Regions from separate parts of the Sus scrofa genome. Here regions 2, 3 and 4 are each linked to region 1. Evidence: chromatin contacts called from public Hi-C and HiChIP or PLAC-seq data. All regions are on one chromosome and are shown on one strand. Each heading gives the region's core, a stretch centred on a gene start, on an enhancer-like site or on the middle of the called end of the contact. The rest is flanking DNA. Distances are from core to core; before and after follow the strand shown.

Region 1 (2,700 bases), core at 64-2,563:
TTAGGAGAAAAAAAAAAGTCTTTATTTCCACTAACCTTTCAATTAAATGTTTCCTTCAACTACAGATGCAGGCAATGAGCAGAGTGGTATTAGCAGTTACTGTTAGCGTCACCAATAAAAATCAGCTTCTTATCACAGTATAGTCACAAGCATCTCAAGATATCATTTATGCCCTTTACTACTTTGAAATAATGGTAGTTTATTAGATTTGGTGCTAGTTCCTATTATTTAATGTAAGGAAGCATATATATAACTATATACACACGTATAAATCTATTGGCACATAACAAAGTTAGTTTTAATATTCTGTAACTATCTCAACGTAATTTCTTTTGTAATCCTATTTCATTTTGAGCTTAAAATTGCTCTGAGACGGGGGTCTGTAAGCCTCACCGGCTTGCCAAAGGGGTCATTGGCGGGCACACACGCACGCGACTAAAATCACCCTGGCACGAATACAGACAGAAAGATCATGAAAGAGCTACTAGTGTACCATGAAGCAATTTATAGACGCCACTGATTATCTGAAAAACTGTAACTTAGGGCTCGATAACTGGGGAACTTTTAGGAGCAACCAAGAACATCAATTTAAGGAGGGGGAGATGGAGAGCGAGAAGAATGTTTTTCAGAAACCCCTGGCGCCCAGCGTTAAGCAGTGAGGATAGGAGAGGCCCACTTCTGCCTGGTACCGCGTTACAAGGCCGACAAAACGGACAAACCCACTTCCAGTTGACTGAAGCTTTGGTCCCTCCCCACCTTATTCCTTTTTACTCCCCGGCCCGGCTCAAACGGACACACTCGAGACAGGCAGGGGAACACAATCCTTAAACGCCTGAATCAAAGCGCTCTCTCTCAGAAACTTATGTCCCGGCATTTCGCCAATCTCCAACTCCTAGGGGTTTAGCGTGCTTGAGCTGGCTCCTTTCCTCGGGTCACCTGGGGATGCTGCAGCGGCGGACTGAGAAGTTTCACAACAAGTTAGAAGCCATCGCTGGCCAGCTCGGGGTTCCTGCTACTCCAGACCGGCAGATCACTTCCTTCCTCGTCCGCCGGGGATGGTTTTGATTCAGGACATGCTGACTTTGCTTGGCAGCCCCTTTACCCTAAAAACCCTAAACGTGCGTCCCTTTAAGACCCCGGGTTCTAGAACCGAACCCTCCAGCTATGCCTCAAACTCCGCCTCCTTCTCTGCGGCCCGGGCAACACTCCGCTCGGCTCCCGAGAGCGGCGCCTTTGGCTTACGTCGCAGCGCGTGATTGGCCGCCTCTCCCTGGCGGGCCGGGATTGGCCGGCGGCCGGCCCCGCCCCTCGCCCCCGCCCAGGCCCGCGGCCGCCCGGGTGTCCTCGCGCCGCCTGTCCGCGCGCAGCCTGGCAGTTTGCCTCTTCCTCGCCCTCCAGCCTGCGTCCATGGCCACCGCCGCGACCGAGGAGCCCTTCCCCTTCCACGGCCTCCTCCCAAAGAAAGAGACCGGGGCCGCTTCCTTCCTCTGCCGCTACCCGGAGTATGACGGGCGGGGGGTGCTCATCGCCGTCCTGGACACCGGGGTCGACCCCGGGGCTCCGGGCATGCAGGTGCGGCAGCCGCCGAGGGCCCGGGCGCGGGGGCGCGGGCGGCCAGCCGGCGGGCGGGCGGGCCGGGGACGCGGCGTCGGAGCCCCGCAGGCCGAAGCCCGCTCTGCGGCGGAGGGGGACCAGGGCGCCGGAAAGAGGTGAAGGGCAGGGCGGGCGCGGGGGCCCGGCGGAGGGCGACGGCCCGGGGCCCGGGAGCCCCGGCTGGGCCGTGATCCCGGCCCAGATAAAAGCTGCGTGCCCCGCGGGGTTGGTCGGGGCTCCCGGGTGCGTCTGTCGCCCGGGAAGCCCCTTCCTCCCAGGCGCTGCCAGGCCAGGGCCCTCAGGCCCCTGTCCACCTCGCCAGCTTCCTCGCGGGTTCCTCGTGTCTCCGGAACCCACTCACCCCGTGCCTGTTATTTGCAAACGAGATTTCACAGTTTTATTATTTACGGGAGGGTGGGGGTGGGGAGGAGATAGGGGCAAATGACCCATGTGAACTTCCTTTTTTATCGCTGCCGTTCGGGAGATTTGGTTTGGGGAGGAATGGTTTATCTTGAAAGGCAAGAGCCGGCTTTCAAGAAGACAACTCAGTCAACTTCCGGAATTGTTTCCTCTGGTAGTTTTATGTGTTCTATTTTTAAATCCTCTTCTGCAGTGTGCTTGTTTAGGGTCATTGAAAACGCATGGCTTAGTCTTTGTTTGACACAAGAACCCAGTCGAGTTTGTTTTTGGCGAACTCTTCAGACGGCATTAAATTATGCTTTTGTATTTTTATTTTTCAGCCTCAAAATGTAAGACAGCACTTTATGATTTTTTAAAATTACCCCGTTTTGCCTCAGGCACCTTTGAAATCGCTAGGTCAAGGTACCATCCCAAAGGTCGTTTTAAAACATGTGTCTTTCCATTGAAAGCATTCTCATTAAAGTCTTCAAAGTTTGACTTTTTTGAATTCAGCCTCAGCCTTTTACTGAAAGCCAGTAATAAACAGAATCCCACCGCTGTTCAGGATCCACCTCCCCAAAGTCTAACCTGGGCTAATCCTCCTGTGTGCTGTCTGTCCCTTGTATCAGTCCCTTCATCTGTATTTCTTCAAAAGCTGAAGTTTAATAATCGCCCCCACACCTCGTCCCCATCTTTTATTGTGTGTGC
Region 2 (2,866 bases), core at 356-2,855, 200 kb after region 1:
GCCGAGGATCCTAGGGTTTCTCAGTTGGCTAGGGCTACCATAATAAAATACCAGATTGGGTGGCTAAAACACTTTTTTGGTCCTGGAGGCTAGAAGTTCAAGATCAAGGTATTGACAGTTTTGGTTTCTCCTGAACCTTTTTCCTTGGCTTCTGGAAGTCTGGCTTTTCCCTGTGTCCTTGCGCGGTTTTTCCTCATGCACCTTTCTTAGTGTCTGAGTATCCAAGATTCCTCTTCTGATAGGGACACTGGTCAGATTGGATTAACTCATCCTAAGGCCTCATTTTAACTTAATCAACTTTAAATGGCCTTATCTCCAAATCGTCACATTCTACTAGAGGTTAGGGATTCAACTTGGGGATTTTGGAGGGTGACACAATTAAGCCCATAACACAGGGTTATCACATCGCTCACAGGATCTGAACTAACATCAGACTGACTCTTGAGGAAAATTCTTTATCAACAAGGTGTAAGATGCATTGCAGAGTTTTAGAGCTAAGGCTGAAAGTGCTCATTTAGGCAATTATTTATAAAATAATAAATATTTATTCCTGCTAAATATCAACAGTGGGGTATATAACAATCAAGAAAATACTTTTTCAATAAATTTACAGTCTATTCTGTTGGGGGGAGCATAGACGATGAATAGGCAATTATATTAATTCCCATAATATACATGCATGAACAACAGTTCTCTGTATTACTTTACACATGGAGCAAACGCAAACAAGCACTTTGTCAGTATTATCCCTGACAGAAAATTAGTTGTGACTAGGTCAAGTCAACTAGGCTACTGGGAATCATCTGTTTGGGCATAAAAATAGCTATGCTAAAAACTGATCTTTAATCAACTTTTCACTGATTTTGAAGCTATTTTCAACAGTGCAAATCTGAATCACGATGTATAAAGCTTTCATTTAGTAACTACTAGTGATTAAGTACTTTGCAAACATCGTCTCTGATTCTCATTGAACGCAGCCTGCAAGACAGGACAGGTTTTATGCTCGTCCAGTTTACAGATGGAGAAACAGACTCGAAAAAAAAATGCCTCCAACAATTCAAACACCGTAACGTGGTTCCTTCGGGGAATCTTGGCGTGAAGGTCCAAGCCACCGCCTTTCCAGGAGCTACTCTGGCATTAGTTTCTTGCTATTTTTTGACCTACAAGCCGTGACATCCTAAAATTTTAGATGCCGGAGAAAACTATATTTCAGGAGTTAAGAATTTAAATCGTATTACTATTTAGTTACAAGTTATGGGACAAACGAAGACTTAGCACTTAAAAAACACCAACCAAAGCGTCCATTTTTCTGTTATCGCCACTCGGGTAAAACAAATACTTGGTTTTAAAAGATTTCACAAGCGGCAGCTCAGGGGGAAGAAACCGACACGGGAAAAACACCTAAAAATCCATAACCTTTGAAGGCAGACGCTTCGCACGTGGTTTCAACGCTTAACCACCACAGGACACCAGAGTGGAGAAACTACAACACAGACAACCCACACACACTGGCGCTGAACCGCTCCCTCACTTCCGGCGTGCCACGGGCGCAGCGGATGTACGTCAGTGGGGGAGCCGGAACTTCCGCCCTGTGCGCCGCCTTAGACGGAATCCGAGAGGCTCCAGTTCGAGGGAGTTTACGGAACCACGGGAGGAGACAGGAGTTGTGGGAGGCAAGTTTTCTGGCTGTTTATCTGGCGGGCACTGTGCCATCACCCCAGTCGTTCGTTAAGCTTGCAGATTTTTGGGCCAAAGTGCTGGGCGAGACGAAGACCTGCTTCTCCCCACTGCCGACCTTCTCTCGCCCCGTCTTTCTTCGGCGAGTCAGTGTCAGCTTCTGGGAAGTGCTGTTGTCGTCGGTGCCGGTTTCCCCTGGAAAGCCGCGGGGCTCTTGTTTTCCATCTTTGCTGAGTGGGAGCGGGGGACCCCACCCTGGAATCCGGGGAGGTGGCGCAGCCCGCTGTGGAGCACTTGGAGCAAAAGGTCTTCCGCGACCCCGCCCCCGCGTTGCGCTCGGAGGACCACCTGCCTGATGGGAGTCCAGGGGCTCTGGAAGCTGCTGGAGTGCTCCGGGCGGCAGGTCAACCCGGAGACGCTGGAGGGCAAGATCCTTGCCGTGGGTATCCTTTACGCGGCGTCAGTGCGGGAGAGGCAGTGATTGGCGCCAGGATTTTGCTTTCGGTTCTCCGTGGGGCTGAGTGGCGTTTGTAGGTAGACGGTCTCACATGGCGGGTGGGTATAGATAGGATCTCCTTCGGGACGTTTCCTTACCAAGCGTCTCCTCTCCCTCGGCTTTGCGGTCACACCGCTCTGGATTGGAGTTCTGGCTTTATCATCCAGGGGCCGTGCTTTACCTCTCTCTATGCGTTCATTCTCTTATCCGTAGAGTGGGGTTGACAATGAGCTTCACACACAGGGTTGGTGTGAGGACTATGGGGATTATTTTAATGAAAGGAGTTTAGAACAGTGTCTGGCACTGTTAATACTGTAAATCTTAAAAGTATCATCCTGGCTGGGAGGTCAGCAACGAGAAAACGAAGTAGACTTCCTGCCGGTAGTTTTGTCTGCTGTCCTGGGTCTTGCTGCATTTATGTTTGCTAGAGGAAGAAAAGTGTGGGCGAATGTTTTACCATTTCCTTAAAAAAAAGAGAGAAAATAACTGTTGTTATTTTTTTGTTATGGGTTTTGAAATAGGAAATTCATATGTTACAACGGCGAGTGTATCTCAAAACGTATACAGTGAGTTATATTCTTTCTAGCCTCTATGATGGACATTTTTAAGGACTGTGGTTTGTGTGCATGTTTAGCTGTTTTGTTGTATCTTTGAAATTAAATGTTTTTCATTACCAAAACATGTGAAAGCTGT
Region 3 (2,772 bases), core at 61-2,560, 140 kb after region 1:
ATATCTAGACCTCACCTGAGTGGACATGGAGTCCTCTCATCCATCCCCAGCACCGCGCCTTTCACTGCCAGTTCCCAAAGTGTCCCTGGCTGCCAGTCTCTGCACATTTCCAAGACTCTGTGTGTGGCTTAAATAGAACTTTTCCACGGTTTAGAATGTGGCCAATCTGCTAAGACACTTGCTTTCTGGAGCCCAGTATTTTCTTGCTGTTGTTTGCTTCCCCATATTCTCTCCCTCTTTGCGGGTCTGTGTCCCTTTACGGTAATGTTAGCGAGATTTTAGGAGGGAGTAAAATTGGACGTGCATTCTATCCACTCTCTATTCCTCAACAGCTTGGGTGTTTGTTTTATTCAAGGAAACTCCATCCCCTTCCAGAATTCACGACGGACAGTGTGCTCACAACGGTGCACGCAAGCTGGACTACTTGGGAATCTGAACTGGAACGTGGTCTAGACCGACGAGGTTACAACTCGGGCTTTAGGGTCAGATGGGGCAGGGCTGGAAGCGTCTCCACCACCCTGGGGGAGAGGCAGCGATGATCAATCGTACCGGGTCGTGTGCCCACGTCCTGAGCGTTTTCGAGAGTGACTTGTGTGACTGCGGATGCCACCAACCCAGGAACCTTCAGCTGGCAGAACGCCTGGGCGTTACCGACCACGTCGGGGCGGGACGTTGGGGATCGCGGGGCAAACACAGACGTTAAGAGTTCAAGTCCTCCGGGGGGTCGATGCTCCGGCCGCGTCCGCAACAACGCCAAGCCGTACACGGGGAACTCGAGGCGAGGTTCCGCGGGGCTGGGGGCTCAAAGGCGCCCGAGGAGCGTCCTATTCCGCCCACCGGCCCCGGGGCTGCGCCGCGGCCGTCGCCGGGGCCCGGGCGACCCTCGCCGCTCCGAGGCCGCCTCGCGGGACCCAGGCCGGAGCCGCTCGGCTCTCCCCGCCCGCACCGACCCACATTCCGCCTCCCGATCGCGAAGCCCCAGCGGCCGCCGCCCGCGGGAGCGAACCGACGCCGAACGCCTCAGGGGGCCGCCCAACTGCCCCTGAGGGGCGACGGCCGCTAACCCGAGCCGCCTCAGACGGGTCCGCGGGAGGCCCCCGGGGCCCTCGGAAGCCATCCCCATCTGGCGTCCCCAACCGCTGCCGCCGCCGCCGCCGCCGCACTTACCGGGGACGGGAAAGTGGCCGCGAGCACCTAACCGCCCTGACTCCCTTCAGGGAGCAAACTACCACACTCGAAGGGACCGCCTTGCCGCACCCGCCCGCGCGTCCCGCTACGGCGCACGCGCGCGCAGGCCCCGCCCCCCGGGCGCGCGGCCGGGCGCGCGGAGCACGCTGGGAACGAGAGTCTTCCCGCCGCTGCCCGCGCGGCTGCAGCTGCGCCTCCTCCCCGACCTGCGGGGCGGGAGAATTGCCCTCAGTCGCTTCCTCTTGCCCGACCTCCTCTGCTCAGGACGCTTTCCCGTCCCAGCCTCTACATTCCAGCAGTTGCACGCGGGGTCGACTCTGATTATTCTCTTTTGCCAAACCCCACCATCAATAGTCCTGTTTGTTCGACTTGCAAATGTGTACAGGACCCAACTACTTCTCACACTTCCACAAGACCCGTCCGAGCCCCACCTCCTGCTTTGCCTGGATTGTTGGAATAGGATGGTTCACACGCTTGCCCCCACTTTTTTGCTACTGATCAGTGCAGCAGCCAGCTGGACCCTGTTAAAACTTACACCCACCCCTCAACACTTTTCAAAGGCTTCTCATCTCGCCCATAATCAAAGCTAAAGAAGGCCTTGCAAAGACCAAGGTTTTAGATTTACCTCTTATCTATATCCTACTATTCTCGGTTCCCTGGCTCCTTCAGCTCCAACTACTACCTCTTCACTAGTCTCATAGCCAAACCCATCAGACTCACTGCAGGGCTTTTGGCTCTTCACTGTTTTTGAAAAGACCTCAGTGGCTGGAGCTGAACTCCTCGGGGCCTCACATACCACCTTCTCAGTGAGGCCTTCCCTAATCTCAGGCGCACTTCTATCCTTCTACTCTAGTCGCTCAGCATGCCATGAACTTGTCTGTCTTCTTCCTGGACAGAAGGCAGCCATCTTTATTGTTGTTATTTTATTTTGAATCTCCTGTGTATGGAATGATTAGTGGCAAATCAATTTGCCTTGAATTAATGACTCTTGCCCCAAGCCCAGGGCAGTTTATAATCACCTTCTTTTCTGTCACAGGACATGGAAGGAAATAAAATGCAGAAAACCACTTACTGTCATTTTTCTCAAGCATTTTCTTGAATTACAAACTTTTTTTTTTAAATTTAGACTTTTATTTTCTTATATTTTTAATTGTTATTTCCCCAATACAGTATTTTTCCTACTGTACAGCTTGGTGATCCAGTTACACATACATGTATACATTCTTTTTTCTCAAATTATCATGCTCCATCATAAGTGACTAGACACAGTTCCTGGTGCTAACTATGTTCCCAGTACAGGATCTCATTGCTAACCCACTCCAAAGGAAAAAGTTTGCATCTGTTGACCCTAAGCTCCCAATTCACCACACTCCCTCCCCCTCCACCTTGGCAACCACAAGTCTATTCTCCAAGTCCATGATTTTCTTTTCTGTGGAAAGGTTCATTTGTGCCATATATTAGATTCCAGATATAAGTGATGTCATATGATATGTCTTTCTTTTTCTGACTTACTTCACAGCATGAGAGTCTCTAGTTCCATCCATGTTGCTGCAAATGGCATTATTTTATTCTTTTTTATGGCTG
Region 4 (2,700 bases), core at 163-2,662, 170 kb after region 1:
TATAGGAGATTCATATTTTGTTACTTTCCCCCCTCAACTCCAAAGTTTTAAATAGTGCTTTAATTTTGGAGTTTCAAAACACACTTACCTAAAGAGGTCTGCCTGAAAACAGAGGGAGCACCAGAGAAAAGTGAAACCAACCAGTTTCTTAATAACTGGGTTTAAATTCTTTATAACAGTTTATGCACAAGTAATTAGAAGGAGTACTTCCAGCAAAGTGCAAGAGTTTCTTCCCCGGTCACGTGGGAAGCCCTATCAAAACAGCCAGGAGAAAGGCTAATTCAATATCATTTCCAAAGCTACAGAGAAAAATTGACTGGGACGGGGAAAATTTTACTAGATGTGAACAGCACCCAAATAACCTGGATTTTAAACTGCTGTAGAGAAACGAGTTCTTGCGCGGAAAAAACTTGAATGGAGAAACCGTAAGTTTTAAATGCATTCCAAAAACAGACAGGGAGCCAATGCTCGACTTACTTATTTCCTGATGTGTCCACCGCCTGAATATAGAAATAGCGCGCGGGAAGGACGACAGCCGCCTTGAGCCCGGGGCCCCATATTTCGCTCTTCTCCGGGCTCACTCGCCTCTCTCCGCCGGTCTCGGCCAGTGTTGGAACTGTCCCCAGAAAGAAGCAGTAAAGCAGCAAAATGCTAAACATTTACAAGATGGACTCAAAATCATCCACAGATGAATGAAGTGGAAGAGGTGTACGGAACCAGCCGCGGCTGGGGCAGGGGCAAGTCCGCCGATTCGGGCAGCGGTCGCGGCTCCAAGAGGGTCTTTTGCTGTGCTGGGCAGGGTCGTGGGTCTCCCTGGAAAGATCACAACAGGAGCGCTGGCTCCACCGGCTGAAGGATGCCAGCAGTTCTGCTGAAATGGGCAAGAATCACGCTGCTCCGCTTTCTCGGGACAATGACAAACTTGCGTTGCTTCTGTAATTGGAGCATCGTTGGGGGCGAACCCATCTCAGGTTCCAGCCCAAGGTGCAAAGCGATGGGATTGGCCCGCGCGTCGGCCGGGGCTGAGTAAAGCCTCCTCCAAGTGGATGGCGGAAGGGACACGCGTCCCGGGGCCAGTGCTTCCTGGGACGTGTAGTTCGCGACAAACTGGCGGAAATCCTGCCAGATTTGACCATCTCTCACTCATTTATTTACTTTGCGGTCCCCGCTTTCAGCGGACAGATCAATAGTAGACGCTTAATAGAGGGCGCGTGGGTCTGGAGGCGCAGCTAAGGTTTTGTTTTGTTTTGTTTTAAATTGTCGTCATATCTCCGCACGTGCAGAGGGCAGGTGTAAAACACGGTGAAAGGAAGGTGTTGTCAATGATATCTGACCATCGGTCGCCCGGCACAGCAGTCAGGGCGCTGTCCCCGCGCGCTCCGATGGGACGAGAGACGCCCGCTCCAGGGTAACCAGAGGCGCGTCGCGGGCCGCGCGCTGGGAGCTGTGATCCAGGACCACTGCCGGGCTTCGCCGCGGGCTGCAGCGACCCGACCCCACCGGACAGGCCAGAGGTATAGCGGGCTGTGGGCAGGAGACGAGGTGGTAGCGAGCGCCTGTGCACCCTGCACGCTGGGCCCTCCGCTGGTCTCCCGAGCGCCGCGGGCCAGGCCTGCCGCCGCCCGCCTGCTTTCTGTGCCGCCATCGCCTCCTGCGTGGCCGGGGACGCAGGCCTCGCCTGAGGCCGATGGGCATCCGGGTGGACGCCACTGTGTGGGTGCCTGTCCTTCTGGGAAGAGGTGGGGTGAAGAGCCGGGCCGCAGGGTGGAGGGAAGCGCCAGGGAGAGAAGGGACGAGTCCTCTTGGGAACAAAGCCCGGTTTGGAGGGGCCTGCGCGATACCGGTGGCTCCTGTCTGGCGCCAGTCTCCACGCCACGCTCAGCAGGGCCCGGGCCCAGAGCGTGCGGTGGCCGTCCCCTCTCCCCAGCACACCCGGAGCCAGCGTGGTCACGGGAGGGTTCACGGTCAGCTCCGAAATCGTACCGGGAGCCTCCTCCTCCCCTTGCCCCTTTCTCTCAACCTTGCCAGCTGCCCTCTAACTCTGATGGGCCGGTGGCACCGCCAGCCAAAGCGGGCCTGGGCAGAGGCTAAGACGGGGGATTCTTGACGGTTTTCTTTTGGGCAGTTGTCATCAGTAATGATGTCGGTTCGTGCGTTCAAAAGCTCGAATCGGAGTCCCTCTTTCTGCCCAGGAGCAGTGACTGCCCGCGTCCCATCTGCCTGGGCGGCGGGAGCACCCCAGCGTCCTCGGTCCCCCGGGCCGGTTGGAGGCGGACAACACGTGGGCCTTCGCCGGCTCTTTTTAGTCGAGGACTCCGGCTTCCTGCCCCTGGGACGCACCGGCCTCGGGAGGGCGCGGAGAGCTCGGAGCTGCGCGGGCAGGGGGCGTAGCCGCGCTCGGCTCCTTCCTCTCCGCGCGTAGCGGCTCCGCGCGGCAGAGACCTGCCTGCGCGACTGTCGCCTCGGTGCCAGCGGCCTCCGAGCCCGGCGGCGCCGCGAGCATCGCAGAGGAGGGCGGTGGGAACTCGGCTCGCCGTCCCGCAGCCTGAGCTCGACGCTGGCCCGGAGCGCGGGGAACTCCGGATATCCTTAGGAGGCCGGCGCCTCTGTCCGGGAAGGGGTTCAGGTCTGTCGGAGGAAGGGCCTGGAGGGCGTGGGGAGGGGCTGGGGGTTGGAGGGGGAGGAAGGACCGAGATCTGA

The links. A called contact is a pair of places that touch in the nucleus more often than the background predicts. HiChIP or PLAC-seq counts read pairs in DNA pulled down with a chosen protein or histone mark.
Region 2: a contact with region 1 is called in a Hi-C map of skeletal muscle, with 7 times the contacts expected there. The contact joins the promoter of ERCC5 here to the promoter of TPP2 in region 1. A contact is called at or near these places in 4 of 5 promoter capture datasets (fetal liver, fetal skeletal muscle and liver), 31 of 47 Hi-C or Micro-C datasets (adipocytes, adipose tissue, alveolar macrophages and 16 more) and 2 of 2 datasets of contacts at active chromatin or transcription factors (alveolar macrophages and skeletal muscle).
Region 3: an H3K27ac HiChIP or PLAC-seq map of alveolar macrophages shows a contact between it and region 1. The contact joins the promoter of TEX30 here to the promoter of TPP2 in region 1. A contact is called at or near these places in 2 of 5 promoter capture datasets (fetal liver and liver) and 2 of 2 datasets of contacts at active chromatin or transcription factors (alveolar macrophages and skeletal muscle).
Region 4: a contact with region 1 is called in an H3K27ac HiChIP or PLAC-seq map of skeletal muscle. The contact joins the promoter of BIVM here to the promoter of TPP2 in region 1. A contact is called at or near these places in 4 of 47 Hi-C or Micro-C datasets (heart right ventricle, liver and skeletal muscle) and 2 of 2 datasets of contacts at active chromatin or transcription factors (alveolar macrophages and skeletal muscle).

What each region holds. Positions count from the first base shown.
Region 1 is chr11:70,941,829-70,944,528 of Sscrofa11.1, forward strand. TPP2 (tripeptidyl-peptidase 2) reads left to right here and starts at 1,314. Exons shown (of 30, transcript XR_002336739.1): 1 at 1,314-1,572.
Region 2 is chr11:71,140,218-71,143,083 of Sscrofa11.1, forward strand. It overlaps ERCC5 (DNA repair protein complementing XP-G cells), which reads left to right and starts at 1,606. Exons shown (of 15, transcript XM_021065898.1): 1 at 1,606-2,120. The coding sequence starts at 2,033.
Region 3 is chr11:71,083,753-71,086,524 of Sscrofa11.1, forward strand. It overlaps TEX30 (testis-expressed protein 30), which reads right to left and starts at 1,311. Exons shown (of 6, transcript XM_021065893.1): 1 at 1,168-1,311.
Region 4 is chr11:71,109,445-71,112,144 of Sscrofa11.1, forward strand. BIVM (basic, immunoglobulin-like variable motif containing) reads left to right here and starts at 1,413. Exons shown (of 10, transcript NM_001252098.1): 1 at 1,413-1,514. KDELC1 (KDEL motif-containing protein 1) reads right to left here and starts at 1,046. Exons shown (of 10, transcript XM_021065899.1): 1 at 478-1,046. The coding sequence starts at 659.